Regions from separate parts of the Mus musculus genome. Here regions 1, 2, 3, 4, 6 and 7 are each linked to region 5. The links are chromatin contacts, called in public ChIA-PET, Hi-C, HiChIP or PLAC-seq and capture Hi-C maps. All regions are on one chromosome and are shown on one strand. Each heading gives the region's core, a stretch centred on a gene start, on an enhancer-like site or on the middle of the called end of the contact. The rest is flanking DNA. Distances are from core to core; before and after follow the strand shown.

What was found. A called contact is a pair of places that touch in the nucleus more often than the background predicts. ChIA-PET counts read pairs in DNA pulled down with a chosen protein or histone mark. HiChIP or PLAC-seq counts read pairs in DNA pulled down with a chosen protein or histone mark. Capture Hi-C pulls out chosen DNA fragments and counts their contacts.
Region 1: a contact with region 5 is called in an H3K27ac HiChIP or PLAC-seq map of microglia, with 7 times the contacts expected there. The contact joins the enhancer-like site here to the promoter of Commd8 in region 5. A contact is called at or near these places in 6 of 39 promoter capture datasets (the HPC-7 cell line, cranial neural crest, hippocampal neurons and 3 more), 5 of 484 Hi-C or Micro-C datasets (the G1E-ER4 cell line, cerebellum, forebrain and 2 more), 3 of 115 datasets of contacts at active chromatin or transcription factors (the 230-238 cell line, large pre-B cells and microglia) and 2 of 9 other capture datasets (adipose tissue and liver).
Region 2: an H3K4me3 HiChIP or PLAC-seq map of stem cell-derived neural progenitor cells shows a contact between it and region 5, with 5 times the contacts expected there. The contact joins the promoter of Cox7b2 here to the promoter of Commd8 in region 5. A contact is called at or near these places in 7 of 39 promoter capture datasets (the 3T3-L1 cell line, cranial neural crest, embryonic stem cells and 3 more), 3 of 484 Hi-C or Micro-C datasets (all in embryonic stem cells), 3 of 115 datasets of contacts at active chromatin or transcription factors (embryonic stem cells and stem cell-derived neural progenitor cells) and 1 of 9 other capture datasets (embryonic stem cells).
Region 3: an RNA polymerase II ChIA-PET map of memory CD8 T cells shows a contact between it and region 5, with 48 read pairs. The contact joins the promoter of Txk here to the promoter of Commd8 in region 5. A contact is called at or near these places in 7 of 39 promoter capture datasets (the HPC-7 cell line, cranial neural crest, frontonasal cranial neural crest and 4 more), 1 of 15 datasets of contacts at CTCF or cohesin (large pre-B cells), 13 of 484 Hi-C or Micro-C datasets (CD4 T cells, CD8 T cells, the G1E-ER4 cell line and 9 more), 6 of 115 datasets of contacts at active chromatin or transcription factors (astrocytes, large pre-B cells, memory CD8 T cells and 2 more) and 1 of 9 other capture datasets (liver).
Region 4: a Hi-C map of B cells shows a contact between it and region 5, with 5 read pairs. The contact joins the enhancer-like site here to the promoter of Commd8 in region 5. A contact is called at or near these places in 1 of 39 promoter capture datasets (pre-B cells), 1 of 484 Hi-C or Micro-C datasets (B cells), 1 of 115 datasets of contacts at active chromatin or transcription factors (large pre-B cells) and 2 of 9 other capture datasets (embryonic stem cells and liver).
Region 6: a contact with region 5 is called in an H3K4me3 HiChIP or PLAC-seq map of bone marrow-derived macrophages, with 3 times the contacts expected there. The contact joins the enhancer-like site here to the promoter of Commd8 in region 5. A contact is called at or near these places in 16 of 39 promoter capture datasets (the 3T3-L1 cell line, 3T3-L1-derived adipocytes, the C10 cell line and 11 more), 27 of 484 Hi-C or Micro-C datasets (the G1E-ER4 cell line, the HL-1 cell line, the N1E-115 cell line and 12 more), 3 of 115 datasets of contacts at active chromatin or transcription factors (astrocytes, bone marrow-derived macrophages and embryonic basal ganglia) and 1 of 9 other capture datasets (embryonic stem cells).
Region 7: a contact with region 5 is called in a capture Hi-C map of embryonic stem cells, with 2.9 times the contacts expected there. The contact joins the promoter of Tec here to the promoter of Commd8 in region 5. A contact is called at or near these places in 6 of 39 promoter capture datasets (the C10 cell line, the HPC-7 cell line, cranial neural crest and 3 more), 5 of 115 datasets of contacts at active chromatin or transcription factors (the 230-238 cell line, astrocytes, embryonic stem cells and 1 more) and 3 of 9 other capture datasets (adipose tissue, embryonic stem cells and liver).

The regions. Positions count from the first base shown.
Region 1 is chr5:72,775,005-72,778,171 of GRCm38.p6, forward strand. All of the region lies in intron 9 of Tec (tec protein tyrosine kinase), which reads right to left. Among named protein-coding and RNA genes, the nearest start is that of Txk, 24 kb to the left of the region's middle. Within about 2 kb of position 1,352, at least 5 of the 459 cell types and tissues checked have an H3K27ac peak or open chromatin away from gene starts, as enhancers often do. A contact at or near this core is called in microglia, where this site is marked.
Region 2 is chr5:71,546,553-71,549,562 of GRCm38.p6, forward strand. Cox7b2 (cytochrome c oxidase subunit 7B2) reads right to left here and starts at 1,653. Exons shown (of 3, transcript NM_030052.3): 1 at 1,621-1,653.
Region 3 is chr5:72,750,979-72,754,098 of GRCm38.p6, forward strand. Txk (TXK tyrosine kinase) reads right to left here and starts at 1,799. Exons shown (of 15, transcript NM_001122754.2): 1 at 1,701-1,799. The coding sequence starts at 1,716.
Region 4 is chr5:72,811,369-72,814,513 of GRCm38.p6, forward strand. The region is part of intron 3 of Tec (tec protein tyrosine kinase); the gene reads right to left. Among named protein-coding and RNA genes, the nearest start is that of Tec, 56 kb to the right of the region's middle. Within about 2 kb of position 1,708, at least 64 of the 459 cell types and tissues checked have an H3K27ac peak or open chromatin away from gene starts, as enhancers often do. A contact at or near this core is called in B cells and pre-B cells, where this site is marked.
Region 5 is chr5:72,166,461-72,169,591 of GRCm38.p6, forward strand. Commd8 (COMM domain containing 8) reads right to left here and starts at 1,729. Exons shown (of 5, transcript NM_178599.5): 1 at 1,619-1,729. The coding sequence starts at 1,684.
Region 6 is chr5:72,709,423-72,712,351 of GRCm38.p6, forward strand. It overlaps Txk (TXK tyrosine kinase), which reads right to left. Exons shown (of 15, transcript NM_001122754.2): 10 at 823-994. Among named protein-coding and RNA genes, the nearest start is that of Txk, 42 kb to the right of the region's middle. Within about 2 kb of position 1,364, at least 27 of the 459 cell types and tissues checked have an H3K27ac peak or open chromatin away from gene starts, as enhancers often do. A contact at or near this core is called in bone marrow-derived macrophages, where this site is marked.
Region 7 is chr5:72,867,160-72,869,960 of GRCm38.p6, forward strand. It overlaps Tec (tec protein tyrosine kinase), which reads right to left and starts at 1,289. Exons shown (of 19, transcript NM_001113460.2): 1 at 1,235-1,289.

The sequences.
Region 1 (3,167 bases), core at 102-2,601, 610 kb after region 5:
TGATCTACTCCCTCTCTAGGAATAAACAGTAAAAGATTGCTGAGAGTCACTCACAGGCAAGACAAGATGAATGAAAGACTATCAGGTCACCAAGAAGAAGCTGAAACTCACCAAGCTGTCTGAAAGAGGTTTGGATCAGAGGAGTCACTTGGGAAGAACGCTCTTCAGTCTGTGGAGCTGCCTGCAGGCTGTGCAGTGTGTTCTAGGCTCCCATGCTGAGGTGGGCTTTGGTGGTGTATCTATCTTGGAGTCATATCTGTTCCTATGAGTGACCCCTCACCCATATTCCCATAAGTGATACCAATAAAACTCACTGGTTCGCCAAGTTGGATTTTGGTCTGTTGTGAGTTCAGTAGGGGTGTGTGTGTGTGTGTGTGTGTGTGTGTGTGTGTGTGTGTGTGTGTGTTGCTTCTTCTCGCAAAATTCACACAACAGGCTTCTGGCTTTTGGCCTCAGACACCTTAGACAAGAGAATTCAAAGGCTCCCCCCTGGTTGAGAAAGGTAAAATCACAACAAGCAAAACGCAAGATAAGAAAGCTGACTGAATTCTGCCACCTGAATGTTTTTAGAGAGCACCTGAATGCCTAGTAAAGTGCAATACCCTGTAATGACTTTGGAGCCTGTGGTGATGAGCCAAGGTTAGGAAGAATCAAACTGTGCATCACACTTTATGAAATGAGGCCAAATTCAACAGAACTGTACTATGGTCAGTGCAGACCATATGATCAAGCTATTTATGAATGCAATTGAAATGTGGTAATAAATTGGAAGGGATTCATTTTATCTCTAAGGCTTTTCTGATGATATAAGAAATATGTGTCAGATGTCCAGAACTGTCACACTCACACACACACATGCACACACACGCACACACACACACAATATGGTTAAGAAAAGTTAGCTAGTTAGACACTATAAACTAGCAAAATGTGTAAATTAGAAAATTCTTATTTATCAACAAACAGAAGGTCCAGTTTTAGATCCCCATGGCGAAAGCAAGGGAGGGAAACTTGGTTCAGGTGCAGGAAACTTGGAGAGCTACAATATGGCTTTAAGAAAATAGTAAGATACCCAGGAAAACAAGGTAGTCCTCTCCTCACACTGTAAATCCAGATCCCAGGAAAGGATAAAGGCATCAGGAGAGAGAGAGAGGATGCTGGCACAGGAAGCTGCTCTTAGAAACCTGTTCTAGAGACTTATTTCTGAAGCATCTACAGACTCCTGAAAAAGATCTTTGCATCCTTAAGACAGACTGTGGTTTCTACCCACACCAAAGGCATTCTAGTCAGCATGAGCACAGCAAGCATGGCTCTGGCAGGCCTTCCCCTTCACTATCCCCTCTGCCTTGCTAAAAACCATTAGATACTATTCCTAAAGCGAGCCACCAAGGTCTGTTCCCTTATTTGGCCACTTCCTCCTCCTGAGGCTGACCACCAAGGTCCCGTGATCAAAGTATTGAAGTCCAGCAATCAAAAGCCCCCTTTGGCTCACCTAATCAACATTAAACTCCTCATCCAAACATGATTTCTCCATTTGCCTTTAAAAACTGCCATTTGCCAATGAGTCACATGTCTCTCTCTTCTATCCAGAGGTAGTCTTTGTGCCTCTCTCTCCCTTCCCATGGAACAAATACCCCTTCCCACCTCTCCCCCTCTCCCTTGTTCCCTTCCTCTTTTCCCTCCTCCTCTATCTCTCTCCTGTCTTTGTTCCTTACTCCCTGTCCTCTGTCCCTCTGAGGCAAATAAATCTCCTTTGTGCTCAGAACTTGGTCTCGGGGTGCCTTGTGCCAATACCCTTTCACTCTGTGTGCCAAAGGCCTGCGTGCTGGCAGCTTGGTGCCCAGAGTGGCACTACTGGAAGGCCCAGCAACCTCTTACTGAAACATCTTTATAGGAAGTTCTTGTGCCACAGGGGCACATCTCTGGAGGAGTCTAGAGTGGCCCAGCCCCTTCCTCCCAGCTTTCCAGTTATGATCAAACAGGCCTGTTCTAGTGCATGTTCCCACCACGGTCATTTTCTCACAACAATGCTAAACCAATACTATCACATATCATGGAGCCCAAACTCCAAAACTACAAGCCAAAATCATTTTTTTAACCAGGGATTTGTTACAGTGATGTGCAGCTGAATAATATTAATACACAAGTACAGACCCTTTAGATATATTGAGTTATTAACAAATAAATAGATGAGGTAATAGACTGGTAATAGCTATTTAATAGCAGCTCTTCTCTCTCTCTCTCTCTCTCTCTCTCTCTCTCTGTGTGTGTGTGTGTGTGTGTGTGTGTGTGTGTGTGTGTGTGTGTATGTGTGTCTGTGTCTGTGTGTGTGTTTGTTTCTGAACCTCTAGAATTGAACCTCTAGTATCCAAACTGTTGAGAGGTGTACAAGTCAAACTACATTACTGAAAACCCTGGTAGACCTGGGTCTGACCCAAGAACAGCAGAGATCTGGGGTTCCTAATTGACCCAAACAAACAGAAACACATTCGTCTCAACCTCCATGAGGACATGGAAGATGTGTTACTAACCCAACCAATGTGGGCAAACCCCAACAAAACAGAACCAAGCATAGGGAGGCACAAAGCAAGGACTCTGAGGACAGCCTTCAGCCTTGCTGCCCAGCGTAATGACAAGATGGACTCCCATCCCTGGCAGATGCTGAGGGACTCTCACACTGGAGTCATCTAGAGGAGAAAAGTTCTTCAATGAGATTACATTTCCAAGTGGCGCTATAACCCAAATACTCATATCCAAGTTACAAACTCCAGGAATACAATCCTTACTTGACATCCTGTGAGCCATAAGGTATATTTATAGTTACACCAAGAATGTCTGGCTTCCATGAAATATATTATCAATAGTCTTTGGTCCTGTCATTTCAGATCAGTTGAAGTTTGAGCCTTTGGGCATATTCCGTGTTTCTAAGGATTTTGTTATAGTTTCCTAAGACATATGCAAGAGCCAAGCCACTGTAGTTTACATAATTATCTATTAAGATAAGGAAACTACAGAGAAATACATAGTCTGGCAACTGTCATTAAGGAAGTCTCATAGAGTGCATTTAAAAGACCTAGCTCATATAGCCCACTATGCCCATGGTACCTACAATCTACTACAACCCCCCACCCCAGACTACATGAAGTAGGCAACAGCTCTCAAGTGCT
Region 2 (3,010 bases), core at 403-2,902, 620 kb before region 5:
CTGTCCTCCTCCTGCTCCTTCCCACCTCTGTATCCTTTATTTACCTTCAATATCCCAATTTTGCTTTCATTTCTAATATTTTATTACTCCCCTGCACCTATATATATATATATATAAAATCATAATCTCATGGACCTCTTTCAAGTTTCCCAGCCTTTACCATATTTACTTCTGTAGTAAAATGGTCATGAAATATATGAAATCATTTTTTTTTCATTCCCTTAGATGGTTCTCTGAAATTTATTTAACATAAATACCCCCAACACATGCTGATTTTGGATCAGTCTTCTGTTTCAACCAAGACTCGACTGAGCAGCACCTCTCCCTAACACTCTGCTGCATTCCTCTGGGTCTCTCTTGAATCTGTTTCCCTCTTAAAGGCATCTACATTAAATCTCATTTCTAGGTCATCTCTAGTAAAACTTTATTATCTTCCTGAAGAAGTTTTCCACCGGCTCACATCCATACTGTTTATGTTCTTCCATTGCTGTAAACTAATACTGAAGCACAAAGTTTAAGCTATTTTTAGTATACCAAAATCTTATGAAAATTTGAGTAGTAGCATGAATGGTCCTCATTCCTTATAAAACTGACTTCATAATTCCAGCTTCCTAATTTGGTATCTTTATGTAGCTCCTGTGGTCAAGTAAGTTTGGATTTCAATAGTCAGAATTACTGTCAAGAGTGAGCAGAATTATCAAATGCAAAGCCAACTGAAGATTAAGAGCTTGGAGCAACTTTAAAACCTATATACAAGTCCTATATGTCCAAGACTTGTCTTTGTGTAATTCTCTCTCTTGATTGAATAATAAAATGATGAAAAAGTAAAGCAGAGTCTACTTTTTATGTCACCTACTTAGGACTGACACTAAACAGTTCAGGAAGATACTTCTCCTGATGTAGAAAAAGCAAAAGAAAATAATTTGAATTATAAATTGCTTCCATAGAAGAAAATAATCTATCATCTTCATCCCATCTTTGTCTCATACAAAGTTACTTAAAAAAAAAATAATGTCTACAGATTTCCAGGCCAGGCCCATCAGTGGAAAAAAGTTTAGGAGTCTCCCACTCCTGAGTAGACTGCATTTGCTGCCTTGCTACAAAGATCACGAGTCTTTTTTTATAGACTAAGGTGCCCAAACCTGACTCTATAGAAGCCAATGTAAGCTTCTGTAAAAACTGCCATGTTTCAGTGGACGAATCACTCAGTGAGGAAAACAATCCCTAGTCGGGAACCTTACTCACTTCCTCCTGCTTGTGACTGCGGCTGAGCTGGCCAGGACCACAGGGCTCAGAAGCTATGCTTTGAGGTCGAAGCTAACCTGGGCTACCAATGAACCGAACAAGCAGGCCGTCTCCACAAACAAAAAGAAAGTGGATATCATGCCAGGATTCATTTTGAAACAGAATTTTCCTTCCACATTCACTCTACATCCTAAGATATCAGGCTGTGAGGGGAAATCCAACCGAAATGGTCCCTTTTCCCTGGGGGTGGCGTGGGGGCGACAAGCAGTTAACTAAGAAAGCCCTCAGAACTAGTTGTACAGCCAGTAATTAACAATGAAAGATGATCTCTACAAACTACTGATAAAAAACTGAACCCTGAAACTCTGTACTTACCAGCAACGACACAGGCAAAAGCTAAAAAGAGATGGCGCCGAGGCGAATCCAGTACCTGTCAATAACCCCGCAGTGAAAGAGGCACTTCCTGTGTAGCTCCCGCCCTAGAGGAAAGGAAGGGGCGTGACGGACTTGAAGATGACACCTTCCAATGTTCCAATCTGACCAATCAAATGACCTCATTTACCGCCACAGGAAGTACCAAGGAGACTGGCCTTAGGAGTGTTTCATTGTGTCAAATGTCCCTGTATAAACGAAAAGTTTGAAGCTAGGCATCCTCACCCTCCAGTGCATCATTTCTTCTGTTGGTGCTTCTTCTCTTCCAAACCACAGCACTCTCTGACAAGCCCACGGGCTTTCTCTTACGTTTTTTTTAATTACACGTAAGTTATGAGGGAACTTTGAGATTATTTTTAAAACCACAGAGAGAGGTCAAAACTCCTTTAAACTATCTGGCCTCTCCTATTTCAAGATGCTTATAATGGTGACGAAGTAGTCTTACGACCAAGATGGGACCTTTGAAAAAGAAATAGCAATATAATTACTTAGAATTTTAGGAGTTTAAAATTAGACGATGTGATGGTGATGAACCAATAAAGGGTATAACTAACTCAAACTTGATTTCGCAAACAATATTATTTCTAAATACTAAAATAATATGATGGGATGTTATATTATTTATATTAAAGGCAAAAAATCTCAACAGTTCTATGTTCATAATATGAATTTAAAACAATATTAAAAATTATTGGCATGTGTAGAAGTATTTTAACAAATATATCAGCTTTAAAGTCTTTAATACTGTCATTAATACTTTCTGGAGAACATATTTTGATATGGTATCATGGTTTTTAATTTTTCAAACAATCTCTTATGATTTAGAATGGCCCCGAGGCTTTTAGATCTGAATACTTGGCCCTCAGTAGCTGGAACTGTTTTTGAAGCCTAAGGAGGAGTGGTCTCATTGAAGAAGGTGTGGTCTTGTTGGAGGAGGTGTGGCTTTTTGGATTAGGTTTGTCTAGGTGACCTTTGAGCTGTCAAAATCCCAAGTCATTTTCTCCATTAGTATTCTCTGCCTCCTGCTTGTAGGTCTCAGCTATTTCTCCAACACCATTTCTACCAATTACTGTGATCCCTGCCATGCTAGTCATGAATTCTGACCCTCTGAAACTAAGCAGCAAAATAAAGGTTTTCTTTTATAAATTGCAATGGCCATGGTGTTTTATCACAGAAATAGAAGAGTAACTGAGAAACCTTCAGTATTCCTAAATTGTTATGAGTCTGGTGTTACTAGAGATTCACCAGTTTGGCACAAGGTTTCATTTTAGTAAGATATGGGCTTGTTATTTAAACAAACAAACAAACACGGCCAGGACCAGAGAGTTTTCGA
Region 3 (3,120 bases), core at 549-3,048, 580 kb after region 5:
TTTTTATATGGTTTTTCTTTCCACAAACAATAGATTAAAAGCATTCAAGAAGAGGTGAAAGGGAGAAATTTCTAATCCTTAGCTGCTGTACTGGGATCTTGCCATCTAAGTAAATGTCTGAGTTTGCTCTCACGGTAACTTAGCTGCCAAACACACTGGCAATTCCAACACTTCACAAATGTAACCTCACTGGAGGAGTGTCTTGGACCCTGTTCAGAGGCCACCATCATTCCTTTATGATCAAAACCCCACTCTATACAACTACCTCCTCTTCCCTTCCAGCAGCCTGTGACTCCAGGTCACCATGGCAGCCCCTTGAACAGTCAATGTGTTTGGCGCATACAAATAAGCATCCTTAAGTTTAAAACACCCTGGAGGGCACTTGGTGGTGCCTTGTCAATGGCGAATACTCATTATTTCACGCAGAAGAAAATGGAGTGGTTTAGCTATGGCTCATGGCAGAAGGACACAGACAGACAGACAGACAGACAGACACTGGATGGTACAGGGACATTGCATTAAAACCATTCCTCCCCCCCCAGGCCACGGGGAAATCTAAGACCCCATAGATAAGTAGTCTCCCACTTCATCCCTAGACAGCCTCTGCATCTACTTGCCTTACACGTAGCTGAGCCTTTCCTGTCATAACACATGGCCTTCCTTCCCCTGGTTCTGATCTCATGAGAAACAATCAAAGCCTTTAAAAGTCCATATTCTGCATCTGCTCAACATTATTCTGCCCTTGGGGAGGTGGGGACTCGTGACAATTCTTTGTATCTTTTTCTGTCTTGAGCTGCTTGGCCTATTTCTGATAACAAGAAACCTTTTTGTTGCTGTTGCTGTTGTTGTTGTTATTGTCTTGTTTTGTTCTTAGTGAATCAAACTGTAAATCATATTCAGGAAGGCACAACAAAAATAGCATTTGATTATTTTTATAAATCCTACCAATGTCTGGAGGTCCTAATAACGTGCTGTGGCTTAAAGAGATATGTAAAATTCGGTCAGTTTTTTCCTACTGCCAGCTAAAAATAAATCAGAATTCTGGCCTAATCTAGAATGACTAAGTTCTACTGATGTTTGATTCCCAGGGCATCTAGAATTAAAATCAGAGATCGTCTTTTTTTTTTCCTTTCCTAAACCCCTATACATAATTAGCCTCTCTTGAGTCTTAACTGTGGAGTGCTTCCAAAAATCGTCTTGAAGTCTTTCAAAGCAACTCTCAGATTAGTTGATGTGCTTGCCAGCTTTGCCCACTGTTTACTTGTGACGGCTATAGGAGGAGGCAGAAAGGGAGCGCTCACACTGTAGACTTGTTCATCCAACCGAGGTGCCAATGGGAACCTGTCAAAGCTGAGGCTAAACCAGAAAAGTCTGATCTCTTCACCCTCAACTCTGAGTTCATTATCATTCAAAAAACAAACATATCCCATCACACTGACCGAATTTCCACACATGCTAAGTACACAACTTTTTTTTTTTTTGCTATTGTCATCTGTATTCTCAATTCTCAAGTATATAATTTTATCAAGAGGCAGTGGACATTTAACTAAGCCACAAAATCCTGTCACTACATCTGAAGAAATCATCTTTAGGATTTCACAAATTCCTTGTTTTAGCAAAACCCACTCCTAGGGGTCACCAGTAGGCAACACACCCATAAACACGCTGTGACATTAAATGGTAAAGCCCATCTTACTCACAAGAGGACAGGATCATGGCGACCCTGCTTGCTGGCCATACACAGAAGCCTTGGTTCTTCAGCTCTGTTCCACTCACGGTAACACATCTTTCAACTGAAAGCATAGTTGTTGGCCTGTGACGTTTCTCACAGGCAAAGTTTACCCCACCTAATTTCCTGTTCTGAAAACCTCAAGAGTGTGTGAATGACAACCCAGTGGCCTACATAAGAAACTTCAGAGCTCTGTATCCAGATCTGAAGTGTTAGCACTTCCTTATACCTACGCTGTGGGTGTGTCTAGAAAACACTTTGAAGAAATCACAGAATTTCGGTAAAAGGGGCCTTCATAGTAGTCAACTTAAACTGTCTTCCCTGTGCTGATACTGGAATAAAGGACCATACAAGAAGAAATTTTACTTACTGGAGGGCTCATAGTGGTACAGGGAAAATCGACTTCTAGGATCATGAATATCCAAACTAGGATGTTTGGCCCTCTGATTTAGGACTGACTCTAAAGACTTGGTTTGGGATTAGGGGAGAATCTAAAGATCTGTTTTAAAAACTGGCTGAAGCTAGGTGTGGTGGCAAAAGTCTTTAATCCCAGCACTCTGGGAGGCAGAGGCGAGTGAGTTCAAGGCCAGCCTGGTCTACATAGAGTTCCAGGACAGCCAGGGTTACATAGAGAAACCTTGACAGACAGAGAGAAAGACAGAGACAGAGAGACAGACAGAGATACAGACAGAGACAGGAGAGGCAGAGAGACAGACAGACAGACAGACAGAGACAGAGAGACAGAAAGACAGGGACAGAGAAAAGAAAAGATTTAGCCTCAGCTTTGACAGGTTCCCATTGGCACCTCGGTTGGATGAACAAGTCTACAGCGTGAGCGCTCCCTTTCATTTGTTCTGTTTTCCCATAGGAAGCATTTGTATGGGCTATGGAAATGGCTCAGTGAGCAAAGTGTTTGACACTGAAGTATAAGGACCCAAGTTCAGAGCCAGAAAAGTTACATAATTGACAAGAGAGCACGGTCTCCCACCAGTAAACCAAGTGCTTGGGAGATGGAGACAAGAGATCCTGAGGGCAAACTGGCTAGCTAGACCAGCCAAATCAGCCAGCTCTGAGTTCAATGAGAGATTCTACCTCACTACACAAGGTGGAAAGCAATCGAAGAAAACACACAGCATCAACTCTAGCCCCCATATGCACACAGGCACATATGCACACATACACACATGTATCCTGCCCCCTGAGACCTACATGTGATAAGAAAGAGTATTTCAAATTGTTCACACAGGAACTCAACCTTCTTGTAACTTTCCTGAGCACACCCTGGTTCCTTTCACAGCTCATCCAGATAAAAGGAGAAGATAGGTGGGGCCTATCTTAGCAATAATAGTAAGGCATGCCTGCATATCACCAGCTGCTTGAAGGAGTTGATT
Region 4 (3,145 bases), core at 458-2,957, 640 kb after region 5:
TCTCCATCGATCTCCAGAACCAATTTACGGATAGAAGGGAACCCTGAACCCTTCCTGTAGGCACAATGGCACCATAGCACATCTGGAAAGCTAAGAATCCAGCCTAATTAGAAAGCCACAGCATCTGTAAACAACCCTGCCAACAAAGACAGGGAACAGAAACTGCAGGAGAGGAGGCCAGGTTACCTTCCCCATGGGGTCCAGACAGCAGGAGAAACTAGCAGAAGCCTACAGTTATTAGTGGGGTTCAATCAGACTGTGAGCTGAGCTGAGCCAGAATTTACTCTCTAATAAGTCTGCTTCCCCTGTTTGGTACCGACTGACTGGCCCGCCACTGTGCTTGGGAAAATGAGCCAAACCCCATATATTACATGATGGTGCTTGCTACCAGTAGGTTACGCCCCACCCTCAGTGAGGGTGCATGCTGCAGTCTGGACAGCAAGGGAAGGCTTGGTTTGCATGCCTTCTGCAGCAGTGAGTGCAGGTGGCTCTGCACAAAGGATCTAGGAATAAAGATGGAATAGGAAGCATTGTTGGTTGTTGTTGTTGTTTTCGCATACCATATAATGGGGGAAATGCTGTCCCCACAACTGACTACAAAGCACTAGAGAGTCTGTAAAGCTTCTTTGTCAGTTGTTTACTGGATAAACAACTATATTGTCACATTCTGAACAATTTTTCTTTGGGGAAACTTACAAACGTATTTATTTGCAAATCTTGGCGATTGTTTTCTAAAATGAGAAAGAGAAAAAAAAAAGGTTAAGCCAAGAATAGTATTTCATGCCTGTAACCCAGCAAGGAGGGGCAGTTCAAGGCCAGCCTGAGCTACATAGTGACCTCATCCTGTCTTTGAGACACCTCTGGGGTACATACAAAGAAAAGAACTGTAAAATTAAAAGCAAAAAAGACAAACATAAAGTTGGTCTAAGAAATAGATAACAGTTGTCATTGGTAATTATTAAACTTCAACATTTATCTTGGATGTACAGTCTACTCACAAAGCCCAAAGCTAGCAGTGTTAGGATTTTCCTGATAAAATTAAAACAATCCACCCCACTGAGGTCACTTTGTGTGACACGCAGGCTTCTAAGTCCCCTTCTGCTTATACTTTGCTACTTGTGAAAAACAATTCAAAGGGTAGTTCCACTTTTTTCAAATTGTCATGTGATGTCTCCTGGTGTATAATAATAATGTCCACTTTTTAAAATTGTCATGTGACATCTCCTGGTATATAATAACGTCTACTTTTTCTGTCATGTATGTCTTCTGGTATATACTAATAATGTCCACTTTTTACTCGGAGAGAGATTAACATCAGTAAATGCTTTAAAAAACCTTTCTTAATATAAATAATAGATGTCCTCAAAAACAATAAAAAGGAACTAAATGAAAAGGGCAGCTACGTGACGGTGTCTAATGATATTTCTGCTTTCCCCACATACTTTCTGATCACAGCCCTGCAGTCATAAACAGCAGACGCTGTCCTGAGTTAATACTGTGAAGTACTTACTCTGTGACACGCTTAAGTTATCCAACAACAGTTTGGGAAACCACTATGTACTGCTAGCTGGTCAGGGAAAGCAGGAACACACACCCTCCTACCTGGAGCTGGGATGGAACCCAGAGCCCCACCAGTCACTTGTTCTTCCCCCGAGTGAGATGCTGAGGCTGCTGGGATCTGCTCTAACTTCACACGGCGGTTATCTGATACGGTAGAGTGCTTTCATTTGTTTGCACAACCCACACACATCCTCTCCTGAACTGAGGTGGTGTAATCAGAAAACGAGGGGTTTTCTGTCTAGGCTGGAAATCAGTTAACCAGTTAATCAGGTGACCTGAAGCAAATCTTCTCTTTATCCTCAGTTTCCCAAACTGGAACACCTGGAGGCCATTTTTGAAAGTCTCTTCAAGCTCTAAAAATGTATAATTACTCATTATGACACACCAACTATCCCTCCATATCACTATTTATTATATACATCCACACAGGTCTGGGACCATAAAAGTTCTAGTCTCGCCAAGCCCAGTTTTATTCTCAGGGCCTTTGCACATGCTGTCCCCTATGCACAGAGTGTCTTCTCTCTGTTTAACCATTCTCATGTGCTTGGTCTTGGAAGGCCAGACCTTTCCCAACCCCTATCTATACATCAAAGAAAACTGTGGGGGAAAGGGGGGTGTGAGTAGGGTGGGTGACACCCAGTGGGGGGGGCCTTTCCTTTTCAAAAGAGAAGAGGAAGGTGGAATGTGGGGGGAGGACATGCATGATGGGGTAACTGGGAGGAGAGGAAGGGCCAACATTGGGTTGTAAAGTGAATAAATAAATAATAAATTTTTAAAAATCACAATTTCTGTGTTTGTAGCTAAAGCATATCCATTCCCTAAATTTGATCTCTTTTTAAACAGTCTCCAAGTAAGATCAACCATTCCTATTCTTTGTTCTCTCTCTCTCTCTCTCTCTCTCTCTCTCTCTCTCTCTCTCTCTCTCTCTCTCTCTCTCTCGTATGTGTGTTTTGGGGGATAGGGTATGTGTATGCGGGTCTTTTGGGGAATAGGCTATATGTATGTATGTGTGTTGGGGGATAGGGTGTATGTGCCTCTGTGTGTGTGTATGCTTTGGAGGTTAGAGTGTGTGTGTGTGTGTGTGTGTGTGCGCGCGCGCGCGCGCGCGCGTGCTCGAGAGTTTGAGCATGCTTATCTCCCAGCATCATCCCTATTCTTATCAACCGACATTTAGAGGAAAATGAAATTTCAAGGAAGCAACTCCAGGGCTCTAAGGATCTCTAAGCCTGGCAGTTCCTGGTCCAACAGAGACAAAATGCTCACCGCATAAACTGTGACTGTGACATCAGCATGCTTAGGAAAGAAACTTCTATAAGAAGCTGACTACAGCGTGGCAAAGACAAGTCAGTCACTTCAAAGCAGATGGATGGGAAGAGAGAGGTGGGGAGAACCAGTTGACTTCAACTGCGCTACTTCCCAAGCTTTCTGGAAGCCAACCTTTTATAATTGCCTTCGGTCCCTCCAGCACAGTCTGTTGAATATATTCAGTGGGGGAAAAAAGAGCTAAATAAAACTTTGATGCAAGCTTGACTTTTGATTACCACTAAAAATTGCTGAGAGCTAAGGCTTGTGAAATTTCAATGAA
Region 5 (3,131 bases), core at 479-2,978:
TGGGAAATGGCGTTGAGCTAAACGTCTTTAGACTCCAATCGCCTTAGATATGAACCCACTCCGTGGGGAACAGTAACCCCCAAAACACCACACAGATGGGTAACTTCTGACTCACCATATAAAATGGGAATACAACCAAAAGCCACCTGTAATGTCTACCAAACAGTATCCTGACACTCCCTGCAACTCTATAAGGTAAGCATTGTAACTGTTCTCATTTTACAAATGAGGACATTGAGGATAAATGATGCTCTACCATAACAGAGTTCCAATCTATCAAAAAAAGTACACATATAAATAAGTGCGTGTGGTAGAGGAGAGGGGATAGAAAAGGTGTTTATGACGGGTGCAAAGGAACAAGGAAAGAGCTGAATTGAAAAGATGAGTGGCCATTAGGCATTCCCAGCCAACGCAATGTGCCCGCACACAGGACTGGAAATAAAACCCCAGCGCAGGAGTGGGAATTGCATCTTTGGAAAGGCAGACAAGGGTGAAAGGGCAGAGGACCTTTGAAAAGGCGAGTAGGGGCCAAATCACAGAAGGCCTTGCATACAACAGAAAGGAGTGAAGGCTTTAATCTGCACTCAACTTTCCTGTAAGTAATTACATTATTTTTCCAAAACTTTGCCAAGATATTGTGAGCAGGAGTAAGTGTGAGACTATAGAGGCAGAGACCATAAACAGGTAAAGGAGGTTGAAAAGGGGAGGTCCAAGGATGAAACCCAGAGTTTCTTAAATAGAGTGGCCTGGTAAAGAAGGATGGTGACACCACAACAACCAATGCTGTGAAAAGGGAGTGGAGACCCAAACCAGGGATTTCCCATAGCTGTGGCAAAAGGCAGAGGCCCAGGAAGAAGACAGCTGGCTCAGCTCTCAGATTCAGGAGTCAAATGTTTTGGCCATCTCTATATAGGAGGAAAGACACCCTGAAAGTTAGGAGACACAGTCCATAGATAGGTTTGAGCTTTGGCCCTGGCTTGCTGGAAACCTGTGGCTGACATATTTCACTGTCCTCATTTGTAAAATCAAAGAAAATGTTTAAAGTACATTTTCTAAAGAACGGAGGGAGTGGCGTTAAATTTCTTTCATCTACAACTGAAGCCGACTTTGGGTAGAAGGGCCACAGTGGAGACTTCTGAAAGCCTGAGCAGGGCAGAGTGCCACCATCAAATCACTTTCACAGAGGTCTGGACCCTGGGTGTGCTGCAAGAAACCCTGGTTGGCTGTCTCTGGTCTCCACAAGCCTGGCTTTATGGGTGAGCTGTTTTCAGCGGCTGCGATCACCTCTTGGCCAAACTTGAGTGGCTACTCCTTTTCTGGTTAGGAGTTGGTTCCTCCCGCCCTCCAGGGAACAGGTCCCACCGGGTTCGACTCCTCACTGCATCCGCCGGACCTCACACAGAAAGGGGCGTTCGGGAGACCTGAACTCAAAGACTGCGGACGCAGCAGATCTCGGGCTCTACCACCCGAGCTTTCTAGAAGCAAGAAGACCCCACACGCACCCAGGCCTGGGCCATTCCTAAACCGCGTAAAGTCCTTAGGCCGCCATTGTGTCTCCAGGGGCCCAAGAAGAATAGTCCGGACCCCGGCCTTCCCGTGCCCTTCACAAACCCCTCACCCCGGCGCCCTGCTCCGGAGGCAGCTTCTGTAGCCGCCAAAGCGGCGTCCCCTCTTCCGGCTCCATCCCCGAGAAGTAGAGATACCTGTCACGTGACAGGCCTGAACCTTAGGCTTACGCTCCGATTCGTCCACGTGACTTTCTGGAGGGCGGGGCCGGCGGGCGGGCTCAAAGTCCTTGTGCGCATGTGCAAAACCTCAGCCATTGGTTTTCTCCTGTAGAAAAAAGAGCAAGTTTTTTTTCCCTCTTTTTTTTTGGGGGGGGGGGGGGGGGGGGAGGGGCGGTCGAGACTGAGGGGAAGTCTGTTACCCATCCGCTTGCTGCTGAAGGAAGATTTACAGACTTTTGCTCGGTTGAGACTGTGTTCAGAGACAGATCTCATAAACTTTCTTCACTGCAGAAAATCATCTAGTAATAGTCACAGCCTGTATTTGAACCCAGGGCCTTTCCCCCAGAGATCTGACAGTCTCCTAGTCAAAGAGTTTGACCTCAAAGACAAATTAAAGTTACTTTTTTTTTTTAATTTTTTTTTATTTTAAGAAGAGATGTGGGGTGGGGGGCTGGAGAGATGGTTCAGCAGTTAAGAGCACTGACTGCTCTTCCAGAAGTCCTGAGTCCAATTCCCAGCAACCACATGGTGGCTCACAGCCATCTGTAATGAGATCGAATGCTCTCTTCTGGTGTGTCTGAAGACAGCTACTGTGTATTCGTAGACATAAAATAAATAAATCTTTAAAAAAAAAAAAAGATTGGATCCCCCCCCCCCGTTTACAAACAGCAAACGCAATCCAAGACAGAACTCATAGAAAGGCAAAGTTCAGCTATATATTATTAAGCAACCCAAAGACTCATTATCCAAGCTAAGAAACAAAACAACCTGCTGGTAAAGAAAACCCATGTTTATACCCACACATTTACCACAGGAGTGAACCCAAAATTCTTTGAGTTGTAATTTCAATCCAAAAAAAAGAAAGTTCGTGATAGAATGAGCCTTGTCATGAGAAGGTGCCATAACAATTAGGGTGATTACAACCCAATATGTAATGTTAGGATTAAGAGTGTTAGAAAGTGCTGAGAGGCATAGATAGAAAAATAGATAGATAGATAGATAGATAGATAGATAGATAGATAGATAGACAGACAGACAGATAGATAGATATGCCTTGTCCACAGTCACATACATGAGCGATAGCTGCAGAGTTTGAAGAAAGAATGAGAGTTCTGCTGTTCTGCCTGGGTAAAGGAAGGCTTACAGGAATGCATGCTTCTGTGACCATGCAATGTGTAAGTTAATAGTGCAAAATGACATCCATCAGGATATAAAGGATATCAAAAAACGGGATTTAGACAACACTGGACACCAAGAAAAGGTTGACCTTTGAAACATGACTATATTAAAATTGAACTTCTGGCAGATGCTGAATTTAAAATATTACATAAAGTGAGAGGAAAGAGCCCTTAATATTTAATGTCTTTTCATTAGTAATCGCTTGTCTTTGTATGTAATTTAAGG
Region 6 (2,929 bases), core at 114-2,613, 540 kb after region 5:
TCTTTAATTCTTCTAATAGGCTTCTCCAATTCAACACCACCACACGCACGCACGCACGCACGCAGGAATCCACCCACGCACCTGGCTCTCCCTGCACAACTTTTAGCCTGCTAGAGGAAGTCCTCTTCCTAGCAATTACTAACTGTTCCTGTAACCCTGTGGAGGGGCTCGTGACTCTTACAAATTCCTGGACTCCTGAATCATGTTAAGTTGTATTAGCTTCACAAGTCTTATGAGCCTCGGGGAACATTCCGGTCCCAAGAAAATAGCTTTACTAGCTACAAATGTAAATATATCTACCAGTTGTCCTGCAGTGAGTTATGACACGTCTCTAATACGTGTGTAGAGAAAGTACCATGACAGGAAGCAGGAACACACATTTCTACCCACACGCGTCTCTGCCTGTGAGAAGTTTTTCTCCTGTTCACTCAACTCTTCACCCTCAGAAAGTCTGATCCCTGAGTTCCCAGCCAAGGTTGTCTCATTCAAGAAGCCCCTTATCTAACATTTACTCAGCACCTACCACTAAGCTAAGCATAATATACTTTCCTTGTCTTTCTCATTGACCATTTCATTAACTCACACAGCGATCCAATGTCAGAAGTACCCGTTGTTTCCAATTGTATAGGTGAGGACTCTATAGACTTGAGGATGACATAGTTCATGCATGTCACACAGAGGTTAAGTAATTTGCCAGGGTTACACAATGTCTTGGGCAGAGTCGTGAGCCAGGTGCAGGTGTGTCTGATTCTAAAGTCCAGGTTCTGTCTGAGACTCTGAGGGGCGGGGCCGTGAGTACGTGGGGCAGGACCTTGCACTTACATCATCACCTTGGCTTCCTCAATGAAGTCTTCTTCAGACATGGAACCTTCATTGATGGCCTTGATGGCGACCGGGATATGTGCTCTCCATTCTCCTAAGTGGACAACCCCAAACTGACCACTTCCGATCTCCTTGACAAAAGCCAACTCTGATGGATCTATCTCCCACTTTTCTAGAAAGGCAAAGGACTCGTGTTAAAAAGTGAAGGAAGGATGGTTAAAGGACAGAAAGGGAGAGCGAAAGATTTCAGAATTATCCAGTCCTATCTCCTTGTTTTACATAGATGTTAAAGGTATACAGGTAAGGATCTGTAACAATATATAATCCAAGATGTCAAGGGTTAAAAGAATTGCCTGCTTGGAGACAAGAATATATAGCACTGAGACTATCAAAACATAATATTACACATATCCATGTACTTTTCTAAACAAAACTAGTGGTGGGACCTAAAGCATGGATGTCCCCAGCCTGGATTTGTTATAGTGCTAAGGGTGGGGCATTTTCTTTTCCGGAGGTACTTCCTCTTGTTGTTTCAGTTTCTCCTACTGTTCTCATTCCACTGCTAAAACACCCTTCCTGCCTTGCGTAGCCTCTCCTTAGGGATGGGTCTAATATATGTAATTGTATACATGTCCATTACCAGGCTGTTAACCAACATATATCTAAACATGTGTTTAAGGTGAAATTTGTGTTGTTGTATATTTCTCATTTCTCATAAGCAAGCCAGGAAGGGGGAGAAAAAGAACTGTTTATAAAATAATACCCTTGAAACTATGCAAGCTTAACTTTTTTAGCACCTAACTTTCCCTACAGCAACACCGCCACCTGCTGGAACTTTAGGACAATGCACTTAGCAGGATTATTAATGATGATAAGTAGTCCCCAACTCAGCAGGGAAATGCTGTTGTAAAGGTGACAGGAGAAACGGATTTATGACCTTGACAGTGGCACAGAATTTCTTGATAGAATATTATCACAGGAAAATATTAATAAACTACAACTCATAATTTTGTCTGCTTATCTGGAGAGTTGACCCTGTGGTTGAGAGTGCTTGCTGCTCCTGCAGAAGACCAGGGTTCAATCTCCAGCATCCACAAGCTGGCTCAAAACCATTCTGAGCTCCATCTCAAGGAAACCCAACTCTGTCCCTCTTCTGGCTTCAGCAGGCCTCATAAAACAGAATATCTAAATGACTGCTATACCTATTAAACCGTGGCCAAAATAACTAATCGTGAGGGATCAAAATTAAACCATAAACCAATACCGTCAAACACTTAACAAAATGGCTAAAGGGAATTTTTACCAAGGGTGAAACTATAGGCCTGGTATTCCTATACATTGCTGATAGGAGTGGAATTTGGTATAGATTCTTTGGAAAATTGATTCTGCCTAGGAAATCTCAAACATTGTGACTAGCCTTTGATGAGACAAAACTACTCTAAACTATACTTACAGCAGGGCCTAACTGAACATTTATCATCTAAACATAAACGAGAGCTTTCATAACTATAGTACTTGTAAGAGCTAAGCCTGAGGGACAACCCTAATAGCTGTGTAAAGGAGGTAGCAACCCTGACAGTGTAGCCCTCCGTCCCAGGGAAAATGAGCTGGCCACACCCAACACAGTAGACGAAATTCAAAGTGGTGAGAACAGGAAGAGGCCAGACAGAGTGTGTAGTTTCTCATTCGATTACCTAAAGTGCTCAAAACTTGGCAAAACAAAACAAAAAAACAACAAAAACAAAACAAACAAAAAAACCCACTATGCAATAGGTGTGGCTTATGCCATATTTTGTTCAAAAAAGTTGATCTTTTCCTGAAAAAGTAAAGAGCATAATTGCCAACTGCCTTGCTAATTACATAAGATCTTACATATAGGAATGATAGATGTACCCATAGCACCCTGAAGTCCTCCTTCCAACATTCTTAAACTAAGACCCTGAATCATAGTCATTTTTATGCAATATAATTCTCACTGTTCCTTGTTTCTTTCCCAATATAATCTGAGTCCTGCTAATGAGAGGAATTCAAGGGAACAGCATTTTCTACAAGTCAGAAAACAATATTTCCCTGGTTGACATTTAGTCTCACAGACGTGTAAATGTCA
Region 7 (2,801 bases), core at 39-2,538, 700 kb after region 5:
GAAAGAGAGGGAAACTCTAGGCCAAAGATCCATGTAGGGCAAAGGTATCGCCTACTAGAGCGCTTCACTGATTTGCATGTGTTTACAATACCTGTCCCCACACAATTCCACAAACCCGAAGGCACACACCCTTGTGGGAAGAACGAGGGTGATTTACATAGGCACCCTACAGAAAGCACCCCTGAGCTGGCAAGGAGAGGAATAGTGATCGGATTCATAAGTGTATGGCGAAAAGATAGGTCTGTCTTAAACAATGAAAATGTAACTGGACGACATGGATGTTTTCAAATACTTAATGTGTAAGTTTAGCCACAGCTCCCCCCAACCCCCGCCTCGCGGAAAAAAATCAAGCTCTTCCTTATTTTGAGTCTATAGACCACAGAGCTACAGTGTCGATCACTCAGCTATTAAATCCCAAATCTTACTTAGGAGACTCGATGCTTCCTCCTACCGCGCCTCGGCTCTGTAAAAGAATTATATAGACGGGAATAGGTTGTCAGAGTTTCCTTAGAGGAAAATGGGAACTCACTGGAAAAATGTAAAACCTCTGCTTAAAGCATGCAACTATTCTGTCTGGATAGGCTCCAAACCCACTTAACCAAGCCAGCCACCCAGTTGTCCCAATTTAACACTGCGATCAACTCTTCTAACCAAATATTCCACTTTCCAAAGATAAGCCCGAATGGGACCTGGTACACAGAAACATATTCGCCAACGACAGGAAAAAGTTAAGAAATGTCAGATCCAGGGGAAATTGCACAGTCTCGGGACAAGGTCCACGTAGTTTTTCCCACTTTGATTCTTCGAGTCCCTGTTTATCAAGATCCAGATACCACTTTCCAGAAGAGAAAAATAGCTAAAGAAGTACGTGCACCTGCTCGGGCACAAGCAACTGTGGACTGTCTTCCTGGATTCGAACTTTACCGCGGGACAAGCAGAAAGAAGAAAGGCCCCCTGCCGCTCAACTGGGAAAGGAACTCAATCGCGAGTCCTCTCGGCTCAGATACCAAGTCCAAAAGGGCTCAGATCTGCAGCCACCGGGGAAGGCGCGGCCATCAGGGGAGCGCACCTGTCCCTTCTTCCTGGCCCAAGGGGGACGGGCCTCTGACCTGACGCAGAGAGTCCGCTCTCACCTCCGTGAGAAGGGTAGAAAAATCCTCCCTAATCCCACTAAGGTCAGTCTCCCGCAGGTGGAGGCCAACTCCGTGAGCGCCGAGAGTCCCTTGGTTCTTACCTTGACGGAGCGCGTGCCGAGACAAGCCAAGACAGAGCGACGTCCAAACTGCGGAGCCCGGAGCTCGGCAAGCGCTGACCAAACCCATCGGCCACGCCCACCGCCCGGCTCCTCCCTGGCCCCGCCCCCTCGCCGCGCCGCCTCTGCCCTCCGCTGCCCACAGCGCCAGTGTCCCACCTTCCTTCCGCGATTTCAAAGCCAAAGGGAAGAATCGGAGCTCGCGGTCCTGCGGCCGAAGTTCCAGGGAGCGTCTCTTATCCAGACAGACGCGGCGTGGGGTCTCTCTAAGTCCGGACTTCCCATCCTAAGAGAACCGTCCAGAAAAATGCTCCTTCGTCCCCGGCTCGGAGAGCCGGTAGCAATAGCACTTGTGGGTGGCTAAGAACCGACCTCCACTTCCGCTTAGCCCCTCGCGGGCGAAACCGGATGATGCTGTGCTCTGGGGTGATAGAAGAATGGGTGGCTTGACTGACAAGCCTGAAGCATCAGAGCCTAGCATAGGGTCACCCACTTACATTATTACTGTTGATACACTAATAATGAAAACAACCTTCAAGTTATTCACTTTAAATACTGTAAAATTCTTAGACTCCAGGAAAGAACGTGCCGTTTGTCACCTAGCTAGCTAGCTAACTGAGAAGCTGTCCTGGAAAGGCTGGGGCTGTAGATCAGTGGTACAATGTTTGCTTAACATGCACAAGGCCCTGGGTTTGATTCCCTACTTTCAAGTCTAAGTTGTCTTTGATGGTAGTCTTGAGTCTTAGCCACTGTTATCTGATCTCATCCATCCTGTACTGTCAGACAGGCATGGTGGCCCACATATTTTATTCCAGCTGAGAGGGCAAAGGCAAGCCCATTTCTAAGCATTTAAGGCCAGTCTGGTAAACATAGTGGTTTCCAGGCCAGCCAGGGCAGGGATATGAGGACCTCTCAGAAGGAGAGAGACACAGGATAGGACTGTAATGTTCATAATAGTCCATGGGAATAAAAGACTGAGTTCGCCTTTGGGATGGAGAGAGAAATTAATTTGTAAAATGCTTGCTATGCCGAAGGTTGATCAGGTAGAGCCCATGTTTTTAAAAAAAAAAAAAAAGGAAAGAAAGAAAGAAAGAAAGAAAAAGGGAAGAGAAAGAAAGGAAGGAAGGAAGCTGTTTTTCACCTGTACTCCAGAGCTGGAGGCAGAACCAAGCATAGCTTGGCCAGTCAATCTAGCCCAACTGGCCAGCTCCGGGTTCCATGAAAGACTTTATCTCAAATAATATGGAAGAGAGCAATTGAGAAAGACACTTAGCCTCTGACCTCCACAGTGGAGCCTTTACATAGGGAGAAAACCAATATACCGGTAAGCAAAGAAACCATTTCACAGGTGAGAAATGTCTTGGCTGAAATAAACTGGGGTAATGAAAGAGAGATTGATGAGGAAGGAGGACTTCTCAAAGGAGGACTCTGTGGAGCTGAGGTTGAACAGTGAATCAGGCAGCCAACCTGAAGACGACGCTCGCGATCACGTGTGCAGTCACGTGTGCAGTAAGACTCCTCCCCGACACGGCTCAGGACTTAAAAGCAG